6 separate regions of the Mus musculus genome follow, and all the other regions are linked to region 1. The links are chromatin contacts, called in public Hi-C, HiCAR-type and promoter capture Hi-C maps. All regions are on one chromosome and are shown on one strand. The core of a region is the stretch at or near the end of the contact, and the rest is flanking DNA. Distances in the headings are between cores, read along the strand shown. Region 1 holds the start of Zfp84 (zinc finger protein 84). Region 2 holds the start of Rps16 (ribosomal protein S16). Region 3 holds the start of Mrps12 (mitochondrial ribosomal protein S12). Region 4 holds the start of Fbxo17 (F-box protein 17). Region 5 holds the start of Samd4b (sterile alpha motif domain containing 4B). Region 6 holds the start of Nfkbib (nuclear factor of kappa light polypeptide gene enhancer in B cells inhibitor, beta).

What was found. Promoter capture Hi-C pulls out the DNA fragments that hold promoters and counts their contacts. Hi-C and Micro-C count contacts between places; a contact is called where the count stands out from the background. HiCAR-type assays count read pairs that join an accessible place to other places. Capture Hi-C pulls out chosen DNA fragments and counts their contacts.
Region 2: a promoter capture Hi-C map of neural stem cells shows a contact between it and region 1. The contact joins the promoter of Rps16 here to the promoter of Zfp84 in region 1. A contact is called at or near these places in 2 of 39 promoter capture datasets (liver and neural stem cells) and 1 of 115 datasets of contacts at active chromatin or transcription factors (pancreatic cancer cells).
Region 3: a Hi-C map of B cells shows a contact between it and region 1, with 8 read pairs. The contact joins the promoter of Mrps12 here to the promoter of Zfp84 in region 1. A contact is called at or near these places in 3 of 39 promoter capture datasets (embryonic stem cells, hippocampal neurons and liver), 1 of 484 Hi-C or Micro-C datasets (B cells) and 1 of 9 other capture datasets (liver).
Region 4: a contact with region 1 is called in a promoter capture Hi-C map of second pharyngeal arch cranial neural crest. The contact joins the promoter of Fbxo17 here to the promoter of Zfp84 in region 1. A contact is called at or near these places in 5 of 39 promoter capture datasets (cranial neural crest, liver, maxillary cranial neural crest and 2 more).
Region 5: a HiCAR-type map of astrocytes shows a contact between it and region 1, with 2.4 times the contacts expected there. The contact joins the promoter of Samd4b here to the promoter of Zfp84 in region 1. A contact is called at or near these places in 1 of 39 promoter capture datasets (liver) and 2 of 115 datasets of contacts at active chromatin or transcription factors (astrocytes and large pre-B cells).
Region 6: a promoter capture Hi-C map of pancreatic islet shows a contact between it and region 1, with 4 times the contacts expected there. The contact joins the promoter of Nfkbib here to the promoter of Zfp84 in region 1. A contact is called at or near these places in 3 of 39 promoter capture datasets (liver and pre-B cells), 1 of 484 Hi-C or Micro-C datasets (B cells) and 1 of 9 other capture datasets (pancreatic islet).

The regions. Positions count from the first base shown.
Region 1 is chr7:29,767,189-29,769,973 of GRCm38.p6, reverse strand. Zfp84 (zinc finger protein 84) reads right to left here and starts at 1,422. Exons shown (of 5, transcript NM_023750.2): 1 at 1,279-1,422. It overlaps Gm38983 (a long non-coding RNA gene), which reads left to right and starts at 1,721. Exons shown (of 2, transcript XR_881933.3): 1 at 1,721-2,785.
Region 2 is chr7:28,349,243-28,351,942 of GRCm38.p6, reverse strand. It overlaps Rps16 (ribosomal protein S16), which reads right to left and starts at 1,254. Exons shown (of 5, transcript NM_013647.2): 1 at 1,092-1,254; 2 at 850-951. The coding sequence starts at 1,139. AF357399 (snoRNA AF357399) reads right to left here and starts at 403; the gene lies at 310-403.
Region 3 is chr7:28,740,373-28,743,072 of GRCm38.p6, reverse strand. Mrps12 (mitochondrial ribosomal protein S12) reads left to right here and starts at 1,252. Exons shown (of 3, transcript NM_011885.5): 1 at 1,252-1,308; 2 at 1,519-1,586. The coding sequence starts at 1,538. Sars2 (seryl-aminoacyl-tRNA synthetase 2) reads right to left here and starts at 1,105. Exons shown (of 16, transcript NM_023637.3): 1 at 791-1,105. The coding sequence starts at 1,057.
Region 4 is chr7:28,715,348-28,718,074 of GRCm38.p6, reverse strand. It overlaps Fbxo17 (F-box protein 17), which reads right to left and starts at 1,285. Exons shown (of 7, transcript NM_015796.2): 1 at 1,037-1,285.
Region 5 is chr7:28,434,880-28,437,579 of GRCm38.p6, reverse strand. It overlaps Samd4b (sterile alpha motif domain containing 4B), which reads left to right and starts at 1,389. Exons shown (of 13, transcript NM_175021.3): 1 at 1,389-1,442. It also overlaps a transcript of Gmfg not described here.
Region 6 is chr7:28,765,088-28,767,916 of GRCm38.p6, reverse strand. It overlaps Nfkbib (nuclear factor of kappa light polypeptide gene enhancer in B cells inhibitor, beta), which reads left to right and starts at 1,273. Exons shown (of 6, transcript NM_001306222.1): 1 at 1,273-1,673. The coding sequence starts at 1,495. Sirt2 (sirtuin 2) reads right to left here and starts at 1,165. Exons shown (of 16, transcript NM_022432.4): 1 at 1,050-1,165; 2 at 239-285. The coding sequence starts at 1,065.

The DNA.
Region 1 (2,785 bases), core at 173-2,672:
TGTCATGAAGAAAGGCGTTTCTGTGGATTCCTCCATACCAAGCCAAAAAAAAAAAAAGGAACTTGATCTCTCTGGAAACCGTAAACAAAAAAACAAAGTACATTTCAGGAACTTCAAATAATTTCTGCAGGAACTGGCCAGGTGCAGTATTAAAGTCCATTAGCCCACTTAAGCTGCTATAACAAAATACCAGAGACTAGCTTATAAATAACAAACTTATTTCTCTGTTGTGGTGGCACTGACAAATTAGGTGTCTAGTGAAAACCGATTTCCCCGGTCCCCAGATGGAGTCTCTGGACTGCACTCTCACCTAGAGAAGGCAGGTAGCTCCAGGGAGCCAGGGCACTACTCCCATTTAATTACCTTCAAAAAGCCCCCACCTTCTAAACCCACCACACCGAGGACTAGTTTTGTAACTATAAACTGGACAGGGTGAAGATGGGGTACAACGGAGACTCCGTGTGCTCACTATGTCTGCTTCTTGACAGAAAAGCCTAGAGCTGAGGAAGTTGTCTTTTTAGAACCTGAAGTGGATCACCCAGAATCATGAACTTCAAATTCTGACTTCTCTAGTGGTAGTCAACAGAGGCTAAGATTTTCTAAGAGTTCCCTAAACAAGGCTAAATGGCTACTCGGAGGGTGTGACACAAAAGTAGGAACCCACAGTAATTACGTTTTTTCAAATACAATTTCTATACACTCATCCGTTTCTGAGACAGGATTTCACTATGTGGGTCCCGGTAGCCTGGAACTCACTATGTTCCCACGGCTGTCCTCAAAGTCACTGACTTCCAGCTTCCGCAGCTCGAGTGCTGAAATTATAGATGTGGGTCACCATATCTAACTCCTAACTACAGTTAAAAGTCATGCTGATTGGTAAACTGATCTATCTTGAACACAGAAATCCTTACCGTCTCTACTATTTAGCTTTCTCCCCCCTCCCCCCAAATTTTCAAATAAACTTGACATAAATGGTGTCCCGCACCTCCCGCCCCCGACTTTGCGTTGCAAGACTAGAGGATCTGGTAACCACCTACTACCCACGTTCTGCTGACTTCGCGCACTCTCTCTCTCTCACCCTCCTGTACAATCCACATCCTCCAAAAACCTTTTCGCCCATGCAGTCACACTCCCGCCGCCTTAGTCCCTCTTTAAGCCTCTAGCGCCATCCCGGAAACCGGGTGGGTCCCCTAGAGCCGGCCTGCAGCCAGCGACCAACAAATACAGGCCTTAAGGACTGTATTTACACAAAGCACTTAAAACCAAGGGCAGACTCACTTCAAAAGTATAAACTGCGATCTCACGGCTTCGAACTCGGACGACCAGCGAATACCGACCAGGACAGTACCGGGTTAGGTCGGGTAGGGCACTGAGATGATCCGGAACAACCTCTTTCCAGCCACTTCCGCCATGTGGCTGAGCATTTATAGTGGACTACATTTCCCAGAAGGCGGTGCTACTTCTAGAGTCTGCAGGAGAGTTTCAGTGTGCGAGAGAGGAAGTAGAGATCTGTTGAAACTAGAGAACGGACGATTAGTTTTCTAAAGGGGGAATTTCCCAAGGATCCAAGGCTTGAAGTCTCTGAAACTTAAGCAGTTTCGGCTCTGTGGTGGGGGTGGATCTTTACTCCAGCTACAGAAGCGAGGCAAGAACCCGAGCAAGTGATCCAGCTCAGGACTACATTTCCCAGAAGACATCACAGACCGCGTTCTCGGTAAAGAACTCATCCTGCTATTGACAGTCGGATATATGAGGGCTCTTAAGAGCTTCTCCAGTGTGGTGTTCCAAGCTCCCTGAAGGAATGAGACAAGGCTGTTAGGACTGGGAACGACTGGATAGGGCAAAGATCGCCCTATCTTTACTGGAATATTTAGTCTACTTACCACTCGATAGCCACAAATTTAAATGTGCTGCATTAGCCTGGGTTGAGCATTGCATGTTTGTAATCCCAGCACTCAGGAGGCAGAAGCAGGAGAATCAAGAGTTTTAATGCCCGCCTCGGTTACATAACAAGTTTGAAGCCATGGTTACCTAACGACCTGTGTCCATAAAGGAAAATAAACAGAGAGATGGTTCAGTTCTTAAGAGCATCGTCTGTTCTGTTCCAAGCACTTATGTTGGGCCAATCATGAACATTTATGTTGGATCAAATTTTATGGAATTCCATATGTATGTATGTATATGTATATATATATATATATATATATATATTCTCACTCATATAATGAGAATTCAATGTCGATCATACTGGCTTCAAACTCTGGCCCATGTCTCTGCCTTCTGTTTGCTATGATTAAAAGTATGCATCACTGTGCCTCAAGTCTTGGTGGATTTTGTTATTGTTGGTTGATTTTGTTGTTGTGGAAGCAGAGTTTTATTAGGAAGACTGTCTCCGGGGGGAAGAGAGAGAGAGAGAGAGAGAGAGAGAGAGAGAGAGAGAGAGAGAGAGAGAGAGAGAGAGAGAGAGAGAGAGAGAAGAGAATATCTCGCTCACAAGATCTAGGTTTACCGGCAGCCTGAAACCCAGATTCCGCTTTTTGGATTTCTAGGTTCCTGGTCTTTCCGGGACCTCCTGGGACCCTTTCTAGACAGAATTCCCAGAGGAATTCTCCGTGAATCGGCTTAGAGCAGATGTTGTGGCAGGGGTTACACGAAGGAGGATTTGGTGCCCTGGCTTGTTTTTCCCACAAGGCACTGCGGCTTGGACTCCTCGGTTTGAACTACATTTCCCAGAAAACAACGGGTGCAAGCAATTTACAGTTCAGCCCCAGTCCCCAAACACCCC
Region 2 (2,700 bases), core at 5-2,504, 1.4 Mb after region 1:
ACTTCCCCAAACAGGAAGCAAGGTCAGACAGGTCCACTGTTCTCACAGTGGTCATTCCATCTTCTCTTTGGATCAAATTTGTCCAATACCTAGGACCAGTCTATCCAGAAGCTCCCCGAGTGGCAGGCCTAGAGCCACCTCCATCACTGGTGTTGGCCCAATTCACAACACAGGGTACACACACCAATCGTTCAAATAAACTGACAGACTGTCCTTTTTAGTCACCTGACAGACTTGGATTAGACTAAGCACGGGGGTCTAGTGGCATTAACATCAACACTACCATTAGAATGCATTGTCTGCAAGGTATGATATTCCTTCTTACATGTACCAAAACTCATACAACAATGAGTTCTGGGTTGCAAAAGAGGATTTGTTCTTGCACTTGTTTTCCAGTTTTTGCCCACTAGTTCAACAAAAACCCATACAAGTGCTACCAATGTTAGACTTCAGAGGACTCCTATTGTATTTTTCAAGGTTCCACGTTGTAGCCCCATGCTGACCTAAACGGCGGCGCTTTGGATTCGTAACTCGTAGTATGCTATCCTCCAAGGAGCTAGGAGTATACACATGAGCTGTAAACTCATACTTCTAGACCAGAAATCGTCAATTAGGTCGGATACACTGTGCTATTCTCCTGGCCACGGGCCCCTCGCATCTGGAGAGCTTCGAGGTTATAGAATAGGCCACGTTTTCATGTATTTTACCAGCTCCGACTTCATCTTTCCCGAGCCCAGGTTAAGGTCTACCGCGAGGTAAGCCATCCTCCTTCCCCCACCTCAACTCCCTATCATCCCGGGGCCTTCCCTTCCGTCTCGCCACCCGGACGCCCATGCCCGACCCCAACACCTTGTACTGCAGCGTGCGCGGCTCGATCATCTCCAGGGGACGTCCGTTCACCTTGATGAGCCCATTTCCCCGTTTGCAGTGGGCCACAGCCGTGGCTGTTTTCTGTGAAGGGCGAGGGAGACGGCGGGGCCGTGTGAGCGCGGGACCCTGGCTCAGCGGGCCCCAGCTCATCATGTCACCCAGCCAGGGCCTTCTCACCCCCCTCCCCACCCCCACCTCTTTCTATGCCGCCCCTGGCACACCTTGCGTCCGAAGACCTGCACGGACTGCAGCGGACCCTTGGACGGCATAGCTCCGAGCACAAGCACGAGCTCCACACCGCGCAGCGCCGCGACCGGAAAAGGGAAGCGCGGGGCCAACCCAGCCGATTTTTCAGGGTCTGCGCAGGCGCATTGAGTGCTACGTCACGACAGAAGCGGGCTTTACGGCTGACGTCGAAGCCTGAGAGGGGACGTGTGAATTGCGGCGGGAACGCCTTCAGGCAAGGGAGGGGGCGGTGTCGGAGGGGAAGGGGCGGAGCTGTGCGGGACCCGGAGGGTGGGGACTCCGTCCAGAACTCGGAAGATGGGGCTGGCCTCCTTTTTCCATTGCTTTTCCGCAGCCTTGGTCTTGACTTTCGGCCAGTTCTTATAGACATTCCTGCTCTTCGATGCTCTCCTTCGGCGCTTCTCCAGGCCGATTCTCACCCTCTTCCTCCCACCCTTTCCCAGGATCCCCATCCCATCGGAGTCTTCCCGCATCCACTATGCTAAGTCAAGCTGGCTTTTCAGAATCTTGCCTCCAGAACCCTCTTTCCTAGCCCTTACGATCCCCCGTCGCGAATCAGCCTTTCACCAGAATTGCCTTCCTCTTCTTCCCAGGAAACCTGACCCCTTAAAAGCCCTTTCCAGCGCTCTCCTAAATAAACTTCTCTTGCCTTCTGGTTGTGCCTTATATACGTTTTTTTTCCTCACAGACTCGGGCCTTCGCCTGCTTTCGCTGCCAAAATTAACTACCTCTTTGGTGGCTCCTCTCCCCAGCAACTGCTCCAGGGACATTGTTCTCCCAGCTTGACCCTCCCCTAGAGAACTACCCTCAGGACCTGTCTTCAGGGCAGTTATCTTAGATCATTATCCAGAATCCTCCAAGTAGCCTTGTTTTAAGATTTAATACTTTTTTCGAGGGCAGGTTCCCGAGGGAGGCCTCCAATCTCCTTGGAAATGTAGTTACAGGGTGTCTGAGCCACACCCAACTTGTGTACCTGTAACCAAACTCAGGTCCTCTCTAGGAAAAGCAGTTAGTGCTTTTAACCACCATCTTTCCAACTTCCAAGTGACCGTAATGCTCCTCTAAACCCTCCGCTCTATGTGTTTACTCCACAGAATTCTCCAGCCTACCAACCTGAGGAAAACCAGCTTTTAACTTTTCCATAGTACCCACCCCAGAATTGTTCTAAGTCACTGGGCAACAGCTTCTCAGGATTGCCTCAGTTTCTCTTGCAGCACAGGGTGTGGAGGACATTAAGGGATGTGGAGACATTTGGAAGGCAGAGTTGTCAACAAAAAGACTAGGTATGGTCATGTGCACCTGTAACACTAACACTTGGAAGGAGGAGGAAGGGTCAGGAGGAATCCCGACGCCATCCTCTCCTCATTATGAATATCTGGCCAGCCTGGGCTACATGTGACCCTGCTTCAGAAAGAAAAGAAACTAGCTAGCGAAATGCCCAAGCCTGAGGGCCCGAGTTTGGTTCCTGGGACTCACAGAGTAGAAGGAGAGAACAAACTCCTGCAGGCTGTCTTCCAAGCTCCACATGTGCACGCGCATACACAGACACACACTTGAATGTAATAAGATGGAAGACACACAGTG
Region 3 (2,700 bases), core at 3-2,502, 1.0 Mb after region 1:
GTGGCCTTGCTGGAGGAAATATGTTCCTGGAGGTGGGCTTTGAGAGCTTAAAGCCTCGTCCTGCATCTAGTTTGAGGTCTGTGCTTCATGATTGTGGTTAAAGATGTGTGCTGTCAGCTTACTGCTCTGTGACCTGCTGCTATTCTGCCATTCCCTACCAAGCCCAAAATAAATCCTTCTGTAAGTTGCTTTGTTCATGGTGTTTTATCAAGGCAACAGAGTTGGGAAGATTCATCTATTACATTCGGAATTCACTACCGGCATGGAGACCCCCAATTTTAGTTCCCTATAAGGTAGAATTATGGCGCATAGTCTTAACCTCTGGATCATAAATACATGAACAGATATACCTTAAATATCTGTTTAGCAGGTATTTATCCATTCAACTCCATCAGGATGTTTATAGCAGGATGCAAAGCTCTGTCTCCAAAATTCCCTCTGATTCACACCTCCCTCCTCATTTTTCTTTGTGGCCTAAGGGTGAGCCCGGCACGAAGTTTGAGTACAGAAGACAATGGTATTTAGGTTCTGGGAGTACAGTAGATACCAACTGTCGAATTATGAAATGCATGCAAAAGGGCATGTAGGTCACAGAAGGCATCCACGACGTTCAATAGGGCCTCAGTTCTCCCTAGATCATTGGCACCTAAGTGGGTGTCATGCACAAGACATTGCCTAACTTGGGAAGGAACCCAAATTCCTGTTGAGTAGTTTTTCCCACAACTGGAATGCATCTGGTAAACCCAGTTCTGTAAAGCATCCTGCTCCCTCAGGGCGCAAGCGCACTCACAATCGCAGGCAGGTCGGCCGGCCGCAGCTCCCCCTTGCGGAGCTCCAGGGAGCGCGCGGCTTTTTCTGGGCATGCGCACACCGACTCCATGTCCAAGTAGGGAAGCTCGCTGTAGCCCTCTCGTGCGTGTTCGTACAGGAGGTTCCGGACTCGTTTCTCCGTAGCGAAACTCCTCCTTGGGTTCTGGCTGCACACGCAGCGTCCTCGGGACCGGAGCCCCTGGCGAGCCAGGAAAGGCCACCAAAGCCGCGCCATGGACGCAGCCATCTTGGAGTGGAAACAAGAAGTCACTCATCATGGACGAGCCAATCAGACGCGCAAGGAGATTTCCCGCCCAGGCTTCAGAATCCCTTCCAATGAGGAAAATGGAACTCAGCTAGAATCTGTTATTGTCCAATCGTCATCCTTGTCCCGTCCCTTCAGTGACGCAGGAAAGATCTAGCCAATCACTAAGGAGGAACCCCGGAAGGGGCTGGAGGTAGGGGTTGGCGTGTGTGCGACCCCGCTAGGTTGGTGAGGTGGGTGCAGTTATCTGTGATCCAGATCTCTCCTCTCTCCTCAGTTTCCCCTTCCAGTATCCGGGCAAGGGCGGTTGGGTCCTTGGGGGCCTACTCAGAAGGAGACTGAATTTGCGAGGGGACTTTCTGTTTTAGAGGAGATTCTAGAAGGCTCTGAGAGTGGGTTTCTGGTCCCAACCTCCTTTCTGAATGTCTTCTCTCCTAATACAGGGACGCTGCAGGCGGCGAGATGTCCTGGCCCGGCCTTCTTTATGGCCTCACCACGTCCCTCAGTCGTGGTAAGTGAGCATGGGCCACAGGGACGAGGACAGCTCCCTGGCATTTGCGTGTTTTTGCCAGATTTCGGATGGTATCATCTTTAAGCACGGTGCCTTTTCTATTTTGGAGACAGGGTTTCACTGTAGTCCAGGTCAACTTCCAAATCACTTTGTAGACAGGATGGCCTTGACCTCCTGACTACCGCTTCAATCTCCCAAGTTCTGGAGTTACAGGCGTTTTCTACCACGCTCCCGGCTCAGGGGGCAGGAGGTGGGAAGGTCCTGTGTTCTTAGAGTTTAAGTCAGTCTTAGTCATGGCTCCCCTGCATCGATAGCGGTGAATCCCTGAGATTGCATTGCCTGGTGATATTCTGTCTTAGTTTGTGTAAGTGCACTCTCGATGTCCGTGTAACAATCATACCAACAAATGCTCCTTTCTTGGCATGTCTCCCTGCTTAGGTGTCTCTCAGTAGTGTTTATTCCTTCAGTGTTTATTGATCACCCCCTACAGGTGAGAAGGCCAAGCTAAGAAGTTTAGTGGTGGCGCACACCTTTAATCCCAGCACTCGGGAGGCAGGCAGATTTCTGAGTTCGAGGCCAGGCTGGTCTACAAAGTGAGTTCCAGGACAGCCAGGGCTACACAGAGAAACCCTGTCTCAAAAAACCAAAAAAAAAAAAAAAAAAAGAAGAAGAAGAAGTTTAGTTATTCATTCACGTGCTATTTTTCTAATTCTAAGACGGGCCACCCATTGGAGGACAACTTTTATGTTCCTAGACATTGCCCAGACATCAGGTTTGTACACAGTGTTCTGAGGGAGGCAGGCATTGGGTATTCCATTCACATGGTATTTCGAGACAGGGTTTCTCTGTGTAGCCCTGGCTGTCCTGGAACTCACTCTGTAGACCAGGCTGGCCTCGAACTTAGAAATCCGCCTGCCTCTGCCTCCGGAGTGCTGGGATTAAAGAGCAGTCAGTGCTCTTACCCTCTGAGCCATCTCGCCAGCCCGCAACCAGTGCTCTTAACCACTGAGGTATCTTTCCAGCCCCTGTATGAATGTGTGTATGTAAGTGCAACCCATGGGTGTGTCAGATCCTCTGGAACTAGAGGTGTGTGAGCCACCACTGTGGGTGCTGC
Region 4 (2,727 bases), core at 36-2,535, 1.1 Mb after region 1:
ACAAAACAAAACAAACCACTAAAATCAGATTTGTGTTATTTATACTTCCAAGACAGGGAGTGGAATAAACTGAAGAAATGAACTCAGAAGAACAAACGTTACACGGAAAGGAATAAACACAGCTGAAATGCATCAATGTAGCTAAGTCAGGAAACAGCCTGAGACCCTGAAGCACGCATTCTGCAAAGGGGCTGCCAGCCAGAGTGATCCAGCCGCGGCCCAGGGCCTACATGTTGGTCTGGGCTGGCTATTTCTTTTCCCCCTTTTCGGTTGGCTATTTGGGACATGGGTAGAGCTGCGAGAGGGGGTGCTGGGAGAACCTTTTCTTCTTTTTTTTTTTTAAATTTGATTTTAAATAAAAAGTAAGATGTTATTGTTGCGCAAGTGTTTGATGTGTATGCGTGTTAGTGTGTGGGTCAGAGGACAACACGTGGGTCTCCATTCTCGCCTTTAACTCTGAGTCTTGAGAATCACCAGGAGGCTTGGCGGCAGGCACTTTTTCCTGCCACCATCGACCCGGTAGACCTAGTTCCATAAAAACAAAGTATGTATGAAACGTGGGAAATGAAGCCCACTACTTTGTATGCTATCTTAAATGTTAGTAAAAAATAGTAGGGTGTGGCTGCGCACGGGTTTAGTCCCAGTACTGAAGAGGAAGAGGCAGGGGGATCTCTGAGTACAAGGCCAGGCTGGGCTACATAGCAAGGCCAGTCAGAGGTACAAAAGAAAAGAAAAAGAAAAACCACACACACACACACACACACACACACACACACACACACGGAATGTAAAGTCTTCTCAGTGGGACTTGTAGCTTTGCAACTTGCACGTGTACAGCTAGCTCAGTGTAAGAGTGCACTGCATAAGGGAAGAGTCTGGGAAACGATGTACAGACTCCTGGAGACTGCGTCCCTGGGGTGGGGTGGGTTGGGGGCGGGGAGGGGCACACAGAGCCAGTGGAGAGACTCCTCCATTCTCCAGACTGCTCCAGCCGCTGGTTTGGACACGACCCTCGAGTCCCATCCCAGGTCCGTACCTGTCCGGGAGCTCACCGGGCGGCCTGCTCTGAGTTGGCGGGGAAGATCCAATCCCTACCCGGCGCTGGAGGCAGTCGAAGAGTAACCCGAGGTCCGGGAAGTCAGCCCCGTGATCTGGGGTCCTAGTGGACCGTCTTCTTCTATGCTCAGGATCCCGGGGCCACCGGGCAACGTTGCAGCCTGAGTGAGCCCGGCCCAGGGCCGCCGAGCTAGGCCGCCTGTCCCTGAAACGTGGCTGCCAATCCCCTGGTGGACACCCCGGGCACCTCCCCTGCCCCCTTCCCTGAGACCCGCCCCGCCCCACTCTTCCGCCCCAGGCAGCTTTTCCTAACACCGTCGTCAGGGTAAATTCTTTGGTCCCTAGCGAAAGGCTCAGCTGTGGCTCTGACCGCAGATTTGAAACCAGAGAATGAAAGCAGAGACAGGATCGGTTCTTGGAAGCAGAATCCGTCTTTAGCAGAACCGTTCAACACGCGGGCTCCGCAGCAATCGCTACTCAGCTGTTCAGCTTAAGCGAACCCTTCCCCTCCAGGAAGATCAGCGACGCCCCCCCCCCATGACTCCTTAAATTTATTTATTTACTTATATATTCACTACCACCACCACCCATCTCCCACCCACTATGTAGCTATCCAGGAACACTATGTAGATCAGGCTGGCCTGAAACTCACAAAGATCCCCCTGCCTCTGCCTCTTGAGTGATAGGCTCCAAGGCAGATAACAGTACTTCTCAGCTATTGTTATTATTTTAGATGTATTATTTATTTTCATTTTGTGTGTGTACTGGGTGGTTTTGTGTGTTAACTTGACACAACTAAGAGTCATCGGGGAGGAAGGGGCCTCCGTTAAGAAAATGTCTCCATGAGATCCAGCTGTAGGGCATTTTCTCAATTAGTGATTGATTGGGGGGGGGGAGCAACCCATTATGAGCGGTGCTGTCCCTGGACTGGTAGTCCTGGGTTGTATAAGAAAGCAGGCTGAGCAAGCCATAAGGAGCAACCTTCCACTGCTTCTGCATCATCTCCTGCCTCCAGGTCCCTGTTCTGTCTGGGTTCCTGTCCTGACTTCTTTCAATAATGAACAGCAATGTGGAAGTATGAGCCAAATAAGCTCTTTCCTCCCCAACTTGTTTTTTGGTAACGGTGTTTCATTGTAGCAATAGAAACCCTAACCAAGACAATGTATATGAGTGTTTGCCTTCCTGTGCCTATGTGAACCACATGCATGCAGTATCCACAGAGGCAGGCAGGGGTGCTGTGAGCCTTGGAGTTACAAATGGCTGTGAGCTATTGCAGAAACCAGACTCAGGTTCTCTGTAAAAAAAACAGTCAACGCTCTTAACCACTGAGCCATCTCTCCAGTCTTTTCCAGGGTCTTTGTCAATCACTTTTCATTATTTATCTATGTACTTATTTATTTTTTTATGTGTTTTTATTGTGTGTAGGTGCAACACATGCATGGGAGTGTCGTTGCATGTGTGTGGGTCAGAGGTCATCTTTCCTTCAGCGGTGGGTTCTGGGGATTGAACTCGGGTGTCGGGCAGGCTCCGTCATATACTGAGCCATCTTGCTAGGCATACACTTTATTTTTCTGGAACAGGGTCTCTCAAACAATCTGGAAGTCCCAGGGATCCTTTTGTCTTTCACTGAGTCAGGGCTGTGGTGACTGATGTGGCCACACTTTGCTTTTT
Region 5 (2,700 bases), core at 140-2,639, 1.3 Mb after region 1:
ATTACCATCTCTAATGATCCTTAAATCCTGGTCTCCAGCCTCAATTTGTGCCCGAGGTGGGGCAATGGTCTTGACCTCAGTGTTGGCTGTCCCACATTGAGCTTCTCCTCTGGGACCCAATCTCCCAGAGGGCTTTGTCCTGGACTTTTCTCTTCCGCCCTGTGGCCAGCCAGTGGCAAAAGGCTAGTTCAATGGGCCACCTGAGTGTCCCGCCTACTTCGCACCTCCTCCCTCCCCAAGGTCCCTTCCAGATGCAACCCCGCCCCAACTCCCCAGGTAGCTCCCTGGGTTCTCTCTTCTGTGTCTCATTCCTTCTCACCCCACTTCCCTATGTAAGCTAGAGGCGTCCCTTCCAAACTCCCAAGTCCCCAAGACCTTACTGGCCCCGTCACTCTAGTCGCTGTGCCTTTAGCACAAGTGCATACTCCCTCCAGTGGCCAAACATCTAGCCGCAGCTCATTTCCTACCACTCCCTGTCGTAAATTCGACACTCCACCCTGACTGTATTTCTTGGAGTTCTCGGAACAAGCCACGTTGCTGTCACCCTTCTGGAGAGCCGGCCCCTTTCCAGTCAGTTCACCCCAGCGCAGGACAGTTTGTGGATGGACTAAGATCACGACAAGAGTGATGGAAGCAATCTCCATTTATTGACAGCCTCTTATGTGTGGGGTCTTATCTCTTTCCACCCTTAAAGGGTCGACCTCGCTCATCTTGAGGTGTCACTTGAGGCGCGGCCGATCGATACCAGGAGCCAGGAGGCAGCATTGTCATCCCAAAGGGCGATGGTACTACCGGACACAAACCCTGGGCGGGGTGTGACCGAGGGGCGGAGAGGAGGGGGTCCTTGAACGCCAGAATGAGGAATTGTGACTGGGTTCGCCGCTACTGAGTTAGACCGGCGCGAGACTGCCCCCTGCGGGTCCGTAGGTCCAATCGCGGGCTTCGCCAGACCGTTGCCCGGGGCAACGCGGCGCGCGCCCCTCCTCTTCCCGGCCCTCTGCTCTCCGCCCGGGGCCTGTCCGTCTGTCCGTCACCTTCTCGTCAGACCAATCGTAGTGAGGAGGGGGCGGGCCTCTCAGGCCTCCTTCCAGCCCTGTCGCTCCCCTCCAGGCCAAGACCCCGCCTTTCTTGCCGCACACCTCCCACCCTTCGGTCTGCCCTCGCCGCCAGTTGGCTGGGCTCACCGTCTGTCAATAGGGTGTGAGCTAATGCTGGCGCACAGTGGCCCTCCGGGGCGGGGCCAGGGGCGGTGACGCACGGCGCGGTGACGCAGCGCGACGGCGGCGGCGGCGGCGGCGGCGGTGGTCGGTGCGGGAGGAGGGAGGGGAGCTCTCGGGCCAGAGAGGGGGCGACGGCGGCGGCGGCGGCGGCGGCAGCGGCGCGGGTGGCGGCGGCTGCCCGAGGAGGTGCGGGTGGCGGCGGCGGCGGCGGAGGCCGAGGCGGTGAGTCTCGGGCAAGGCCGGGCCGGCGGGCGCGGGGCGGCGGCGGTCGAGGCGCGCGGCGCTCCCCTCAGGGCGACCCAGGCCGCGCGGCCGGCCCCGCCCCCTCAGGGACCCCGCGCCGCGGGCTGCGGCGGGCGGCTGACTCGGGCCTCGGGAGGCCGGAGGATCCTGGAGGACCCCTTAGGGTTCCGCACTCAGCCCGTTTCTCCCTACCCGGGCCCCTTCCTCAGTTTCCCTCCCAAACCGTCACGCCCTGGGGCTAGCCGAGGGGCCGGGCCCGGGGACTTCTGTCCTGACTCGGCACACATCTGCCTGGTCCTCCCGCACGACTCCAGCGGCCTCCCCGGAGACCACCCTCAGCTTTCAACTGCCTCCTCTGGGGACGCTCCCTGTGGATCCCCGCCCTTTGGTCCTTGGTTCTCTCCTCACATCTTCCTCCTGAATCGCAACACATTCCTTGGTGGCTACTCGTCATCTGTCTTCACAGCACAGATATTCCAGGCATCTCCCCCAGGAAGAACCTTAAAGCCCCTAAACCGCCCCCAGATACTCTCTGCATCTAACCCCCCCCCCATCTGCATCACATATTCAAGTCATCTCTCCTTCAGACTTCTTCAAATACCCCCAAGAATTTACCCTTCTACCTCTCCCCATTCCAAAAGTCTTAGAGATTTTCACTCTTATCCCCAAATTCTTCAGGATGTCCCTGGTGAACACTACATCATCCTTAAAGAGCTTGCATATCCCAGAACAGTCGTCCTCAGATACTCAGGAAGTGCTCTTAGATGCCAAAACTCACCTAGAGGACCCTCTCCTCTCCTCTCTTTGCTTCCACCTCCTATATACGCCCTGTCCTCTTCTCATATTTCTTAGACCCTTCTATAGATTTCCAAACTCATGTTACACAAATATTCCCCAGCTTGGAATGCTCTAGAGGTAATCTCATGTACCCCAGCCCTTTTCTCCTCAGCCTCTACACCTTCTAATCTTGAAAATCTCCAGAGTTCCTCTCATATTCCCAAAACCTCTTCCAAAGCCTGTCTTCTGTATCCCAAATCCTTTCCAGTAACACACACCACATGTTTTAAGAATAGTGTACGGACTCCAAAAAAGTTTCCTCATAGCCTCTATTCTTCTCAAACTTTTCTTGGATAACCTGAAAATTTGAAACTCCCTTTCTAGCCTTTGGTAAACTTTCTGACACTCTTCCTTACAATACTGAAACACCCCTCTAAGCTACAGCTTTCAGGACCCCCAT
Region 6 (2,829 bases), core at 24-2,523, 1.0 Mb after region 1:
GGGCAACAGTAGGAAACGAGGACGATATGGAAGGGAACCAGGGGTTGAGGCTATACATTTTCCTTGACAGTCCCAAGAAGCCACCATTCTCCCAGGAGATTGTACTAATCCCCAGATGGGCTTGGGGATCAGGGCCATAAGCCAAGGGCCCTTGGGTAAAAGCCTTCCCTTGCCACCTCCCCCCAGTGCGGCACGTGGAACCAAGTCTCTCCTTCCCTCCACCCCTTCCCCATCTCACCTGAGCCTCCTGCACCTTCCCTGCCTGGGTCTCCAGAGGGTCAGAGGCTGGGGAGGAGGGGAGCAGACGTGGTTACAGTGCGGGGAAAGAGTTAAGCAGAAGGGCTCACAATGGTGGAGGACAAGAGGACCCACCAACCTAATTATTTCAGAGTCAGGGATGGTAGTAAAACTATCGGAGATGGGAAAAGGCATATTTTAGAGTGGAGGTATGTGTGACGTGAAAAGGCTGAGGAGGGGAATCTTTAGGAGGAGAAAGCAGGCGAGACTGGACTGAAGGAAGGTTTCAGAGTTAAGCAGGATATGGTAGCATGTGCGAGTCGAGAGAATGAGGGAGGGCTAAGTTTTTCAAGAGACGTAAGTAGGGATACTTCTGCTGAGAGTTGAGTGTGGGAGAGGAGATGCAGTGAAGGTAGGAGGTTTAGGAGAGGCACAAGAACTGAAGGAATGAGATAGTAAGGGGCCACAGGGGTCCCCGGAACCCATCCTACAGTTGCCCTTAACAACAGACAACCTTAGCAACCGGGATAGTGGTAACTTTGGTCCTTAGCAACGAGGGTCCTCAGCAGCCAAAGTACGAGAAATGCGATCATTAAGAACTTGACAATCGGACCCTTACATTTCACAATCCAGAAACCAACCAACCTAGTAATACGGACCACTTAGCAACACCCCTCCGAATCCCACTCCCTTCAGGTAGATCCTGTCTCCCGCCCCACCGAGCCTACCCTCGGGCCCCGGGGCCTGCAGCCCAAAGCCAGGCCCCGGCGCGGCCCGACCCTCCCACCCTCCCAACAGGGCCCCTAACTCACGGTCCGGCTCGGCCATGGGAACGGGGTGGGGGCCCTCGGGACTGTCACCGACTGCTCTGTCCCGTGACGGCAGCGGAAACAAGAAGAGGCCGAGATAGGATAGAGAACTACAACTCCCGGCAGGCAATGCGATCCCCATAACCGCTTTCGTACAATGTGCCTCTCATGTTATCAAACTACAAATCCCAAAAAGCCTGGCGCCGGCGGCCATATTGATAAAGGGCGTCTGGAAAATGTGGGGAAACTCAGCGAGCGAATGTCCACCTCATTTTTCTGATTGGCTGTGGTGCAGTACAGGGGCGGGGTGTAGCTATTTAAAACATTTTGATTGGGTATATGAGGGGGCGTGTTGGGGAATTCCCGATAGGGCGGAAGCACTGGAGCTCATCGCAGAGCCCAGCGACAGGCAGGCGACCACAGGGGGCCACCCGAGGTGGCTGGGGCCATGGCCGGGGTCGCGTGCTTGGGGAAAACTGCGGATGCCGATGAATGGTGCGACAGCGGCCTGGGCTCTCTAGGTCCCGACGCAGCGGCTCCCGGAGGACCAGGTCTGGGCGCAGAGCTTGGCCCAGAGCTGTCGTGGGCGCCCTTAGTCTTTGGCTACGTCACTGAGGATGGGGACACGTGAGTAAACCTTAAATTACTAGACTGAGCCCTGGGATCTTACCTGAGTCCCCTTTAGCCTACGATTCCTGTGACTTCGTATCGTCTCGTTCCTAACTCTTGATTTCCGATGCTGGACTTCCTGGCCCTTAACCCCCAAACACTAAATTGTGAGACTGGTACGCTTTCACACAGTCAAGTGTCTCACCTTTTTTGAACTCTATAAATTTGAGCTCCTGATCCCCAAATCGGATCTGAACCTTTCCGACCACTCTAGTTCCCACATCTTCTTACCTCTTACTTCCAGATGTAGTCTTTGGTCTTTGGCTATTCTTGTATAAGCCAGATTTTGATTTCAAAACTAGTTCTTGGCCCTGAGTCTCTGAAGCTGACACGTCCAGTATTGACCCTGCAGTTAAGAAATTGAGCTGGTGGGTGTCATGGCTCTCACAGCACTTGGAAGGCAAAGGCAGGTGGATCTCTGTGAATTTGAGGCCACCTGATTGAGTTCCCTGCCAGCCAGAGCTACATAAGATGTAGAAACTCTATTCTATGAGGCTAGATTCATCTGTTAGCCAAATGCTTCTCCCAAACTACCACCTTCCAATCCCTGGTTTTAGTTTAGCTGAGTGTGATGGTACACACTTGTCATTCTGGCACTCGAGGGGCTGAGGCAGGAGGATCACTAGTCCGAGGACAGCCTGGAAGGACCCAGTATCAAAAAGGAGGGAAGAGGAAAAGGAGGAGAGGGTGACTGAAAAAAGGTTAAAGAGTAGGAAATGTTGATTAGTAGATAAGCTGGGGAGAAGGGATGGTTGTGGTGACGGCGTGCATTAAGGGATTGTACCCGGGATTTTCTTGTCCTTTGTGCTTATTGCGTATGCCCAGTGACTCAGTGCCTGACCCATGAGGGGAACCCAACAAACACTCATCTTAAAGAGCCAGGAGTAGTTGCCTTAGTTTTCACTTTCTACTTTGTTGGTTCCTGTTCCTTTATTATTTCCCTCTGGTTACTTTGGGTCTGGTTTTTGTGCTTTCTTTATCCTCCCCCTTCCTTTCTCGATTGTTTGTGTTTGACGGTCTCATGTAGCCCAGGCTAGCCTTGAGGTTACTTTGTAGCTGAGGATAGCTTTGAACATTTCATTCTCCTGCTTTCAGCTCCCAAGTGGGTATCACT